2 separate regions of the Rattus norvegicus genome follow, and region 2 is linked to region 1. Evidence: chromatin contacts called from public Hi-C data. All regions are on one chromosome and are shown on one strand. The core of a region is the stretch at or near the end of the contact, and the rest is flanking DNA. Distances in the headings are between cores, read along the strand shown.

Region 1 (5,850 bases), core at 432-2,931:
ATCCAAATCCAACATCAAAAGTTGTGCTTAAAAAAAAAAAAAACAACCCACACATCGATGCAGAAGCTCATGCCAGCTGCAGCTTATGCATTATAGCCAAATCAGAAGGATCGGTAAATGCCGTTGTAAATTGTAATTTGTATGCAGTATTTAAACAGAGGGTGGAGTTTGATGAAGAAATAAAACGAGTATCAAGCTTTAAAAATGACACTACTATAAAAGCAGGGTTCAGTCACAAACTTTCCTTTCAAAGTATAGGGGTGAAAACAAGGCCACAGCTCGGGAGGAGGCGGCCCCAGGTCCCTGAAGAGGAGAGGGAGCCAGTGAACAGGCCAGAAGCCCCCCTTCCCCCTAATTAGACCTACAAGTGCAATAAATCTCACTCCTCTTTTTCCAAGCTAAGCTTCCTAAAGGATGGTGGCAGCAATGAATCTAAGGATCAGGGTCCTCCAGCCCCAGTCCTCTCCCATTATAAATAAAAGATACGATGAGGCGGAGGAGAAAGTGGAATGGGAAAAACGAAAAAACAAAACCAAAAACACACACAGAGAGAAACGGTTTTCTGCGGAAAATCAGCACCCCTCCCAAGTTCATGCCAGCACAGCCCCTAGCATCCTCACACACAAGCGGGAGCGAAACACACACGGAGCACATCCAACGGAGGAAGGGAGGGATTTTTAAGCTACAGCTCTGGATCCCAGGGACACAATCTTGAGCAGGCAGCGGGAGGGGTGGAGGAGCCCGGGAGAGGAGCGCAGGCCGGGAGGGGGAGGCAGCAGCAGCGAGCTGGGGGGGTGGGGTGGGGGACGCTGGGGGAGGAAAGCAGCGAGGAATGGGAAGCCGGACCGGCTGGGACCACAGGAGCCCCATCCCCACAGCCATAGCCACCAAGGCGAGAGAGAAAGAAAGAGCAGGGAGGCGGGCGAAGCGCAGGGAGAGAAGCAGAGAAGAAATATTCACCTTCCCGCCTCATGCCCACTTTGAGGCACTTCTTGAGGCGGCAGTATTGGCACTGGTTGCGGTGGTGCTGGTCGATGGGACAGTTCCTGTTGGCACGGCATGTGTAAGTTAAGTTCCTGCGGACGCTCCTCTTGAAGAAACTTTTGCAGCCCTCGCAGGTGAATTGGCCGTAGTGCTTGCCGCTCGACTTGTCCCCGCACACCACGCACTCGATGTGCTGCTGGCTCTGGCCCGAACCCGGCGGGCCCTGGCCCTTGTCCCCCGCCGTGCCGGGGGTGGCGGGCGCTCCGGGCTGGCCCGGGGTCTGCGGCGTGTGCGGCGCGCCGGAGCCCGCCTGCTGTTGCTCGCCGCCGCCGCCGCCGCGGGCTGCCTGCGCTGCGGGGTTGGGGCCGCCGGGGTTGCCCCCGGCCACGTCGTCCTGCGGATCTCGCCAGCTGCTAACTACCATTGCCATATCTTTGGGCCCGGGGAGCGCTGGGGGGAGCCGAGCTGCTCGCCGAGGGCCGCGGGGCGCGCGGGCGCGCTGGGAGGGGAAGGGGAAGGGGAAGGGGGGAGGGGGAGGGGGCGGGGGGCCCACCGGGCACCCCGGGGTCGCCGGAGCCAAGCCCGAGCCGGGCACCGGCCTCTGCCTGAGCCGCCGCCGCCGCCGCCGCCGCCGCCGTTACTGCCTCGGCCGCCCCGCTGCTGCTGCGCGCCCGCCCGCCCTGCTGGCGTTTTGTTGTGGTTCCTGCTGTTTTCTTTCTCTCTTTTTGCAGCCCCCCCAGGCTCTCAGGCTCCCCCCCAACACCCCTGCTCCCCTCGCCCGCTCCCCCCCGCGCTCCGTTCCTGGGGGGGCCGCGCTCTCTCTCCCCCCTCCCCACCCCCCGGCGAGCGAGCTCCCTTCTCTCGCTTTTTTCTTCTTCCCCAAGTTGCAAAATCAGAAATGGCACAGGCGGCAGCCGGGAGCGGCGCGGGGCGCAGCGCCGGGGGCGGCGGGCATGGGCCACGGCGCGCGCACACACTCGCCCTCCGCCTCGCCCGCACACCCGCGCACACACACACTCGCACACACACTCTCTCACTCGCGCCCGGCGCCCGCCCGCCCGCCCGCCGGCCGGCCGGCCGCTGGGGCTACGCGCAGAGCGCGGGCTGAGCCGACATAGAGGAAGCGGCGAGGGCGGCGGCGGCGGCGGCGGCGGAGGAGGAGGAGGAGGAGGTCGCGGCTGCAGGCGCCGCCGGAGGAGCAGCCTCGGCCGCCGCTGCGAGCGCCGCTGGAGGAGCTGGGGCCCGGGCGGGAGTCCGAGCTGGAGTCGGGGCCGCAGCCCGAGCGCGAGCCGAGGCCGGGGCTGCCCGCGCCTCCGCCGCTGTCCCGGCGGGAGCCCTCGCCCGGTTTCAAGAGTGCGGGGAGCTGGGAGAGTCGAGCAGGACGCAGGGCGAAGCTGCCGGCGACGATCAGGGCGCTCGGGTGTCGGGGGGCCAGGTCCAGGGCCGGACGCAGCCAGCCATTCAGGAAGGCAGCTCTGGAGAGCGGGAGGCAGCCGGCGAGGAAGATCACACACTTTGCTCTTTTTGTTGTGCGGGTGGCGCCGGGTTCTCTCTGCCTTCTTCTTTCGGGAGGTGACGGAAGGGGGAGAAAAATACGAGATAATTCACGCCAGCGACGAATTCACAGCGAAATAGGAAAAAAAATAAAAATCAGAAGAAAATACTTGAGAAAAAAAGGAAAAAGAGAAAGCGAGAGAGACATCCAAAGTAGGTCGAATAAATAATCCTCTTCTTTTCCTCTTTCTTGCTTCTTCTGCTTCTTCTGCTATAACACACAGAGCTAGTTAAAAAACCCTGGAGATCGCCCAAAAATGTTCTTTTTTTAGTATTTTAAATAAGTGCTCTTCAGCCGGGAACCAACACCCTCCCTCCAAAAAAAAAAAAAAACACCATATATATATATATATATATATATATATATATATATATATATATATATATTAACGATAAGAATACTGAGGGGGTGCCTCCTCTTTTTTTCAAGTTTAGTCTTCTCTCTTCTAGAGGAAATGAGTAAAAGAGAAAAGGAGGAGGGAGAGAAAGAGGAAGGGCGACAACTAGTAGACTATGTAAGAAAGGGGAGAGATAGGGCAAGAGGAGAGTGGGTGAGAGAAAGAAAAGGAGGGAGAGAGGGGCGAAAGAGAGGGGAGGAGAGGTGAGGAGAGGAGGGAGAGGAGAGGAGAGGAGAGGAGAGGAGAGGAGAGGAGAGGAGAGGAGAGGAGAGGAGAGGAGAGAGAAAAGGAGAGGAGAGGAGAGGAAAGAGGAGAGGGACCAAAAAATTGAATGCGTTTAAACGGGAGGACACTCGGAGCAATGTTTCCGAAAGGGGGATCTGCGCGAATGTCTGTATATAGTGAACTTTGACACTACTATTGAAACTGACACGTTTCTATGGAGATCGCTGCCTTATATGGAGCTCGTGTCAAGGAGCCAAGAGAAGGGCTGCTGGCAACTGATAATCAAAGGCGACTGACTGGTCAGAGCCCTGAATTGGGGCGGGGGTAGGGGGGAGAAAATGGGAGGTTAAGGTTAGCCAAGCCTCCTGCGCGCCATTGGTTAGAAAATCCTTTTCCCCTCCCCCAGCTACCTACAGTCTGGGACGTCGAGGGGGAGGAGGAGAGAAAGTGAGGGAGGGGGGTGTGCTTCTGACAAGCGTAATTTACATTGAGATCGCCCTGCGCTGCTATTTACTCTGAGACCTGATTAGTATGGGTCGTGTATGGTCACACACACACACACACACACACACACACACACACACACACACACACAGAGAGAGAGAGAGAGAGAGAGAGAGAGAGAGAGAGAGAGAGAGAGAGAGAGAAAAGAGGGGGAAGGGAGAGAACACGTAGCGATGGGAAAAAACAAGAAGGAGAAAGAAGAAATTACAGTATATCCTCTGAAAAGTTTTCAAAATTAGATTTCACGAGCGTAAGGAGTGTCACTGAAAACGTTAAGAAAAAATAAATGACGATGAAACCCCACCATTTTAATGATTTGTGAAGTATACTTGGTTTAGAATCTTAGTTCAGATTCAGTAGAATCTAGTCTGGATCCCGCTCATTTTATATAATTAAGAAAAGCCTCCTTTAAAAATCTGAAGTATATCATAGTTTCGGAGGTGTAATTACGACAAAGCACACGCATGAAATTGCAGCTACTACCACAAATTCGATCCGAATCGATGACTCCTATTCATCCCAAAGATGATTTTAAATAAACTTTCCAATCAATCCTGTTTTTTCTTCTTCATCATTCTTATCCCTGGGATGCTCCAACTTCAAACAATGCTTCAATAATTATTAATAAAGCATTAGTAACTCCTCATATTGTCGCGGAGCGGCTGTTAGTGCCGACAAGTCAGTCACAGGAAAAGAGCAAACGATGGAGAAGACAGGAAAGAGGGAGAGGGGTGGAGGGGGGGGGGACAAGAAGTGAGAAGAGGAGGGGGAGGAGGAGGAGGGGGAGGAGAGAGAGGAGGGGGAAGAGGAGGAGGAAGGGATTGAGTCTCTCACTGGTTGGGGTGTGTGTGTGTGTGTGTGTGTGTGTGTGTGTGTGTGTGTGTGTGTGTGTGTGTGTGTGTTGAAGAGTGTGTGACTGAGACCTCATTCCCGAAGGTGATTGGTCGCAAAAGGAGGGGCAAGCAGGAGGAGCGGGTCCCGCCGCAGGGCTTGCGGAATCGCTAGGTCCGCCTGCCACCTAGCGGACGGGAGCCGCTCCCAGGCGGCACGCAGCCAAGTCCCTCCTCCCCTCCCCACTGGCAGCCAGTTCCTTTTCTGCAAACGAAGACAGCACTTTGAAAATTCTTTCAATGGATTTTTTTTCCTTGAAAGATCATACTAGGGAAAACGATACTTCTATTAGTTACATATTCTCCAATCCCACACTCGCACCCCCTCGTTTTAAGATCGCTCCCCTAGGCAGGCTCAGGCAGGCACGGAGCCGCAGAGTGACAAAGCCGCAGCTGCCACCACCCGGAGTGGGAATCCCTCTTGCCAGCCCTCGACTAGGGAGAGCATAAAAGTTTGTCTCTGCTCAAGCGTTCCGAGCGCCCCCAGGTAAAGGTAGAAGTAAATGTCCAAGCTGTATCGAAAGAGGTAGGGTTTGGCTTTTAATACTGGTTCCCACTTTACATCTCACCAGTGAGAGCTTTAGAAAGCGCAGAGTGTTTGGAGCAGGCTTTGCGCTTCTTGGTCTCTGGGACTAACCACTTAGTGGCCAATGATCATTTTTTTTTAAAGAGCAAAATAAAGACTTTCTTATGTATGCCCCACAGCCCTTCCATTTGGAATAATGGAGACTGCATTCTGCTTGCTGCGGCCCATTGTACGATGGAGAGGCGGGACGTGGGGTGACAGGGGCTCCTGGCCTTAGCCTCTCAACTCTAATATTCGTGACCAAGTCTTCCGGTTCGTTTAAAGGTGAAAACGATATTTTTTTTTTAAAAAGAAAGACAGAAAGGAAGGAAGGAAGAGGGAGAGCGCGCGCGCGCGCGCGCTGTTTATATAGAAATTCTAAAATTTACTCCCCAAACAATCAGAGACAGGGAGTAGTGAGCAGCGGAAGGCAGCAAAGAAAGGGAAGCTGGGGGAGGGAAGAGGAAGCCAAAAGCAAGGGTCCGGGAACGGAGGCCTGCTGGGTGCGGGGTCTGCTCGCCTAGTCTCTCTCGGACTCTGGATTGTACACGGTGGGCATCAGAAGCGAGACTCGGCCAAGCCCTGCCGTACCAGGCAAGTAACGCAAAGATAATCGTTTCTTTGGAACTTGGGGTCTGTAGCCTTCGATAACGTGGCCAGGCAGAAGGACAATTCTTACTCGGCCTCGGCAGCCTAGAAATTCAGTCAAGGCCGCCCAGGTGGAACCCGG
Region 2 (5,465 bases), core at 2,523-5,022, 860 kb after region 1:
AATGCGCATTGTTTTCATCATCAGTGATCTTACTCAACAACCTCATTGGTTTTCATTGTAAGTGATGTCAGCTATTTATGACATTTATAATATTGCTAATTTAGGTTTTGAGCTTTCTTCAATGTTTGTTTCAAGATTATTTTATACTATTCTTATTTGTTTGTATCATTGTGTGGAGGCCTTAGATCAATTTTGGATGTCTTCCTTAATGAGTCTACACCTTGTATTTTGAGACAGGGTATTTTGTTGAACTTAGAGTACTGCCTCCCGAATCTGCTGGTCTCACTCCACTCCATAGCATATACATCCTAACTTAGATCCTGATGCTTATGTAGAAATCACTTTATCCACTGACTCATCTCCCTGAGCTTATTTTTCTTATTTTTATAGCTTAAGCTTTCCAGGAGCAGGAATGAGTAGAATTTAATAGATGACTAATAAAAATAATCTCTTATCAAATACTATCTAAATGTGAGTGATGAGCTTAGGAAATGGGTGTTTTGCTTTTAAGGGTAGTGAATAAAAGATTTAGTCTGTAGCTTTTCTGGATAAAAAGGACCTGTGTTGGAGGAAATTTATATTAAGTAAAGATTTTTTTCCCTCTCTGAAAATAGATGAGCAAGTCATCCTGATCCATCAAGGAAAGCAGGTGTTTTACTCTAGAAATACATTGGCTGACTAAATACACATAAGAGCACAATGGTTACTTAAAGGAAAGACAATAGCATTTATAAAGACCTGAGTGTGTTCGTATTGGAGCCCACAAGGACTTGTAAAGAGAAAAGTTTCATGAATCTTCAAAATCCTATTTAGCACATAAACACCTTCAGTTAGATCTATGTACAATTAGAGTTATAGACTTTAAAAAACACATAAGAAGAACTTACACGTCTAATATAACTTTGTATTTGCCAAAGATAAGCCTCTACCTTTTACATTAAGCTGTTCTCCTTTTATACCTGAGAACTATAAAGTTTTACTGATACTCATTTCAATTATGCATCAGCAGGCTCGCTTCTGTTCCATTTACAGAATGAATGGAACCATAAGCCAAGCACATACTGCAGCATTTAAAGTTTACCAAACAAGTTCCTATGGTTCATTCTTCTCACTAAATGCATGCCTGCATGTGAGGGAAAGTCTCAGAAACAGAATGTTTTGCAGCCTTTTAGGCCTGTGCTTTCATTATTTCAAGTTTATCATATTGTTGGCCCAGTGTCCTTTTCATGGGAATCATGTAAAGACCCTGTTCCCTCATAAAGATTTCAGTAAAATTCCAAACACAGTTGATTCCTCTGCTTTGTTTTGATATAGGGATAGAAACTCAGATGTGCTCATTCATTTATAAAGTTTTAGCTCTTCAACTAACCCTAGAGAAAAGAGCTCAAAGTGTTCACTTGAATTAGCTTTCTCGGCCAGTTCTGTTTTAATGATATCTTTTAGGGATTATTTTATCTAATAAAGTAAAATAAGCGAAATAAAAGTCATGCTCATTTGAAAGCATGTAAAGTGTTATTATCTCGCAGTATGAACCTGTCTCAGTGTAGGGGAATTTCCTGTAAAGCACATAGATGCCACATGCCACTTCACGTGGTTACTCCCTTACTTTATCATTATTTTTCTTTTTGAGTCTCAAGTTTTCCTGTGTTTTTATTCTTTAACTTGTGGATAAAACCAAATCATAGGATTATTCTGTGGTCTAATAATGAATTAAAATGAGATATTTTGAGGTAATTTGCCTGCTTTGGGAAATGATACTCTGATTGAGGCAACATGGTTTTGAGTGTAAGCAACACACTAACCACAGCCTGAATGGCAACGTGATCATGCTTCACCCAAACTGGGCACTACAGGCTCCCATGCAGTTTCAATCTATTGTCATGTTTGACAATCTCACTTACTCCATAGACCAATAAAAATTAACTCACCACTCTAAAAGAAGCGTATGAAAACATAGTTGATATAAGTTCCACTCTTTTAACATTTTCCTGCACCATGACAAGCTTTCCTTTGGCACCAAGGTAAGCTCACATTTTATTCTAAAACACAGATTTACTCATTCTCTGAAGTCATGTTGATGCTTTCTTCCTCAAGATCCTAGATGGGATGTCAAAGAGTGGGTTATATTTCAATCTGTAATATATTATTGGAACAGAGAGATATTTAATGATAGGGAAATTGCTTTAAAAAATCATAGTACCTTTTTTTAACCTCCAGCTTTGTTAGAATTATTTAGATTAAACACTCAATATTTTTGTTTTTACAACCATGATGGTTTTAACATAGAAGTTCATGCTACATTTTTCCAATTGTTTTGTAGTACTGAGAAGAGAACAAATCACTAGACCCTCTCTGTGGGCTCTTTATAGACAAAGCTAAAGTCTGGGAAGGCTTTGGTGGGAGGCCTTCCTTGTCCAGGCCCTTGTGAAGGAAACCTCTGTCCTGCAGTGGGATTGCAGCTTCTTGGAAAGGGGAGCCATTTATCACAGTCCTAAATGAAAGCATTCTTTAAACACAAATGTCTTTTTCTCCCTTTGTCTAATTACTGAGAGGAAAAGTGAGAAGGAAATGTCAAAACAGAGAAACAGTGGTGTATAGAGAGAGCAGCCACTCTGGGGCTAAACCAGCTTTTGTGAGGGTCTGGGCGATTTGTCAAATGGTTGTGGCATAAGTCAAGCTCTGAGGTTCAAAGGTCTTGACCTAAGGAGTCCTGGAATCAGACAGTGTAAGCAAGGGGACTGCTAGAATTTTCAGCTATAGTGGAGATGAACAATGCTGGGATCTGGACATAACAAAGCTTCATTTGCATAATTCAGGTAAGTAATTTTATTGAAACTGACAGGGATGTGACAGGCTGAGAAAGAGACGAGAACACGCTCTTGCTGGGAACCACAAGGCGCCTCAGTTAGGTATGTGAAAATAAATGACAGCTAATCTCTTCACTAAAAAATCTGTAAACAATGCCATTTTACCCAGGACTCACCCATGACCTTTTATAGAGCAGGCTATAGATTCTTTAGGCCACTTTTCTAGAATATAGCAAAGGGAATTCACCACATTCAAACTCTGTCCCAGGCTTTAATTGTGGTAATAATTACCTTCATGAATAAGAGTGCCTTCTTAGGCATGTCTACATTAGGGAAAATAATAGACACATTCTAACATAGAAAATGATCAAAGGTTTAATATTGAAGCTATATAAAACTCTTTTTTATTAAGAGTGGATTGTAAGAACAGTGTTGAACAGCATATGCTAAGAATGTAAAAATGGCATGTATTTAGCTCTTGAATTTGTTCATGTATATAAGAAACATAATATATAGTGGTTCATCTCAGTTTGTTTTTTTCTTTTGTATAAGGTATGGGTTTAAATAGAATAAAAATTTAACATTGATACATACACTTCAAAATAAAAATATTTAAAATTTAACCACTTTTTTCTCTTTATAACATTTTATATCATCAGCAAAATCTTAAAATTAGGTTTTATGTAAGCTAGGCATACTTACCAGTACTCAGTAAGAAAACAAGGTTATCATAAAAGTGTTTTCTTGATTTCCATAAGAGAAGCTAAGTTCTTAAGAGCCCTTTCCACGCTCTTTGTACTTGCTGTTGCTTTTTTATGTGGGTCACCAGGAGATAGCTATATGCCGTTTATAATTCTGGCCGCTTCCCAGTCATGGCTGACTTTTATAGGCAAGGGCAGTAATGGACGGAAACAGTATTCAGGCTAGAGAAGAACGCTACTGTAATCTAGTTTATTCGAGGAGAACCTTGTCTGCTGTGCCCTTTCTATATGCAAAAATATGAAACTCACTTAGTCAGATGTGAGCTGCAAAATCTCCAAGCCTTTCTGGGTAGCAAATGTACACTCGCTCCCTCTGCACTATATGGAACACATGTATAGTTTGACCAAAATGTGGATCATTCCATCAAATGGGAAGCAGTTGAGAGTTCTGGCTAGATCAAATGTGGATCTCAGTATTATAAGCAGTCTAATGCATAATTCATGAGGCTTAATGAATATTCCAATTCATGACAGCCAACTGGCTCCATAGGTCACACCTCCCAGTCTCATATAAATAAAGAATGAGATACTGGAAAGCATACCAGCTGAACCAAACCGAGTGCCAAAAACATGCATATTAATGAGGCACTATAATAGATACTTGACTCTTTGGAAGTGCCTATATTGGTTTCCAGCTACTGAGAGAAAGAAAGTTCACAACGTACCTTTACACACACCATACTGTGCACACATACCCCCGAGCTTTTTCTATGAAATATGGAATTGAATTATACTGATGTGATTTCAGATTCAGTCATATACTCTGTAACATCCTCTGACAGTTCCTCAACACTGAAACATTCTAGAAAGATCCCCACCCCCTGTTCCCATGTTCCCTTGCAACTCCCAACTTGGTAACTAGGGAGAGGAAGTTCTTCCACAGTGCTGTGCTTTTATGTGTTCTGTTTAGACCTTGGATCAGGATGAATACTAGATCAAATGAATGCATTTGTGAGGGTTTTTTTTTTTGGCCCCAGTTTATGTTTCCTCAGTACCATGACATCTGAACAGAAGGAGAAAACATCTCCCTTTTGTAGCAGGCTAATTTAATTTGTACCTTCCACCTAGGGGTAAATATGTTTGTCTGTCTGTCTGAGCTTTTTGCCCACTTTCTTTTCTCACGGGAAACCCTACTGAGTTGGACAGCAGGAAATTGCTTAGTGCTCTAACTTTATTTTTGAGTAATTTAATTTTAAGCCTTCTCACACCCACCCTAAAGTGAAGCAACTGTTGGAATCCCCTCGGGATGCCCTTAATGACTTCTGCATGTCTCCGGTGTCACAGATGTCAAAGGCTTGTTGTTTATGAGAATAGATGGCTTAAAAGAGACTGCTTTGGGCTGTTTGAACCACAGAAGATGGGCATTTGCTTTAAGATGGGGAAGAAAAAGATCTTGTGGGGAAAATTGCCTAAGATTTAAACTAAGAAACTTACAAATATATCTCCCAAGAGTAAAACAGCAGAACACACACCTAAAAAGCTAAAATTGCCTATGTGTTTGTACTAAGTGTTGTTATGTCATCTTAAGGTATCAAAGATATCAAAGAAACCCTAAAGTTTAATTATGGCTAGTATCAAAGTAGTGTATTGATTAATAAATTATTAAGTAGAAAAAAGTTTCCTGCTGAGTTATGCCAGTTTATTAAACTGTAATATGTTTCTCTTAATTCTGGTAACAGTTTTAAGGAAACAAATGATTACATTTTGTTCATAAAAACATTTTCTAATTATATTTTCTTTTGTGGTATTTTTATTTTTACATTCCTTTTAATGTTATATTTAGGGATAGGATCCCAATTAATCATTCTATATTTGTAAGATATGACTTTGGAGAGTACAATATAAACATACTTTAAAAAAAAAACGAAGAAAATTATTTGGTTAAAAATATTTGATG

What was found. A called contact is a pair of places that touch in the nucleus more often than the background predicts.
Region 2: a Hi-C map of Schwann cells shows a contact between it and region 1, with 5 times the contacts expected there. The contact joins the enhancer-like site here to the promoter of Nr2f1 in region 1. A contact is called at or near these places in 2 of 12 Hi-C or Micro-C datasets (the A7r5 cell line and Schwann cells) and 1 of 1 datasets of contacts at active chromatin or transcription factors (oligodendrocytes).

The regions. Positions count from the first base shown.
Region 1 is chr2:9,784,243-9,790,092 of GRCr8, forward strand. Nr2f1 (nuclear receptor subfamily 2, group F, member 1) reads right to left here and starts at 1,682. Exons shown (of 3, transcript NM_031130.2): 1 at 961-1,682. The coding sequence starts at 1,414.
Region 2 is chr2:10,644,694-10,650,158 of GRCr8, forward strand. No RefSeq gene overlaps it. Among named protein-coding and RNA genes, the nearest start is that of Nr2f1, 860 kb to the left of the region's middle. Within about 2 kb of position 3,773, at least 9 of the 93 cell types and tissues checked have an H3K27ac peak or open chromatin away from gene starts, as enhancers often do. A contact at or near this core is called in Schwann cells, where this site is marked.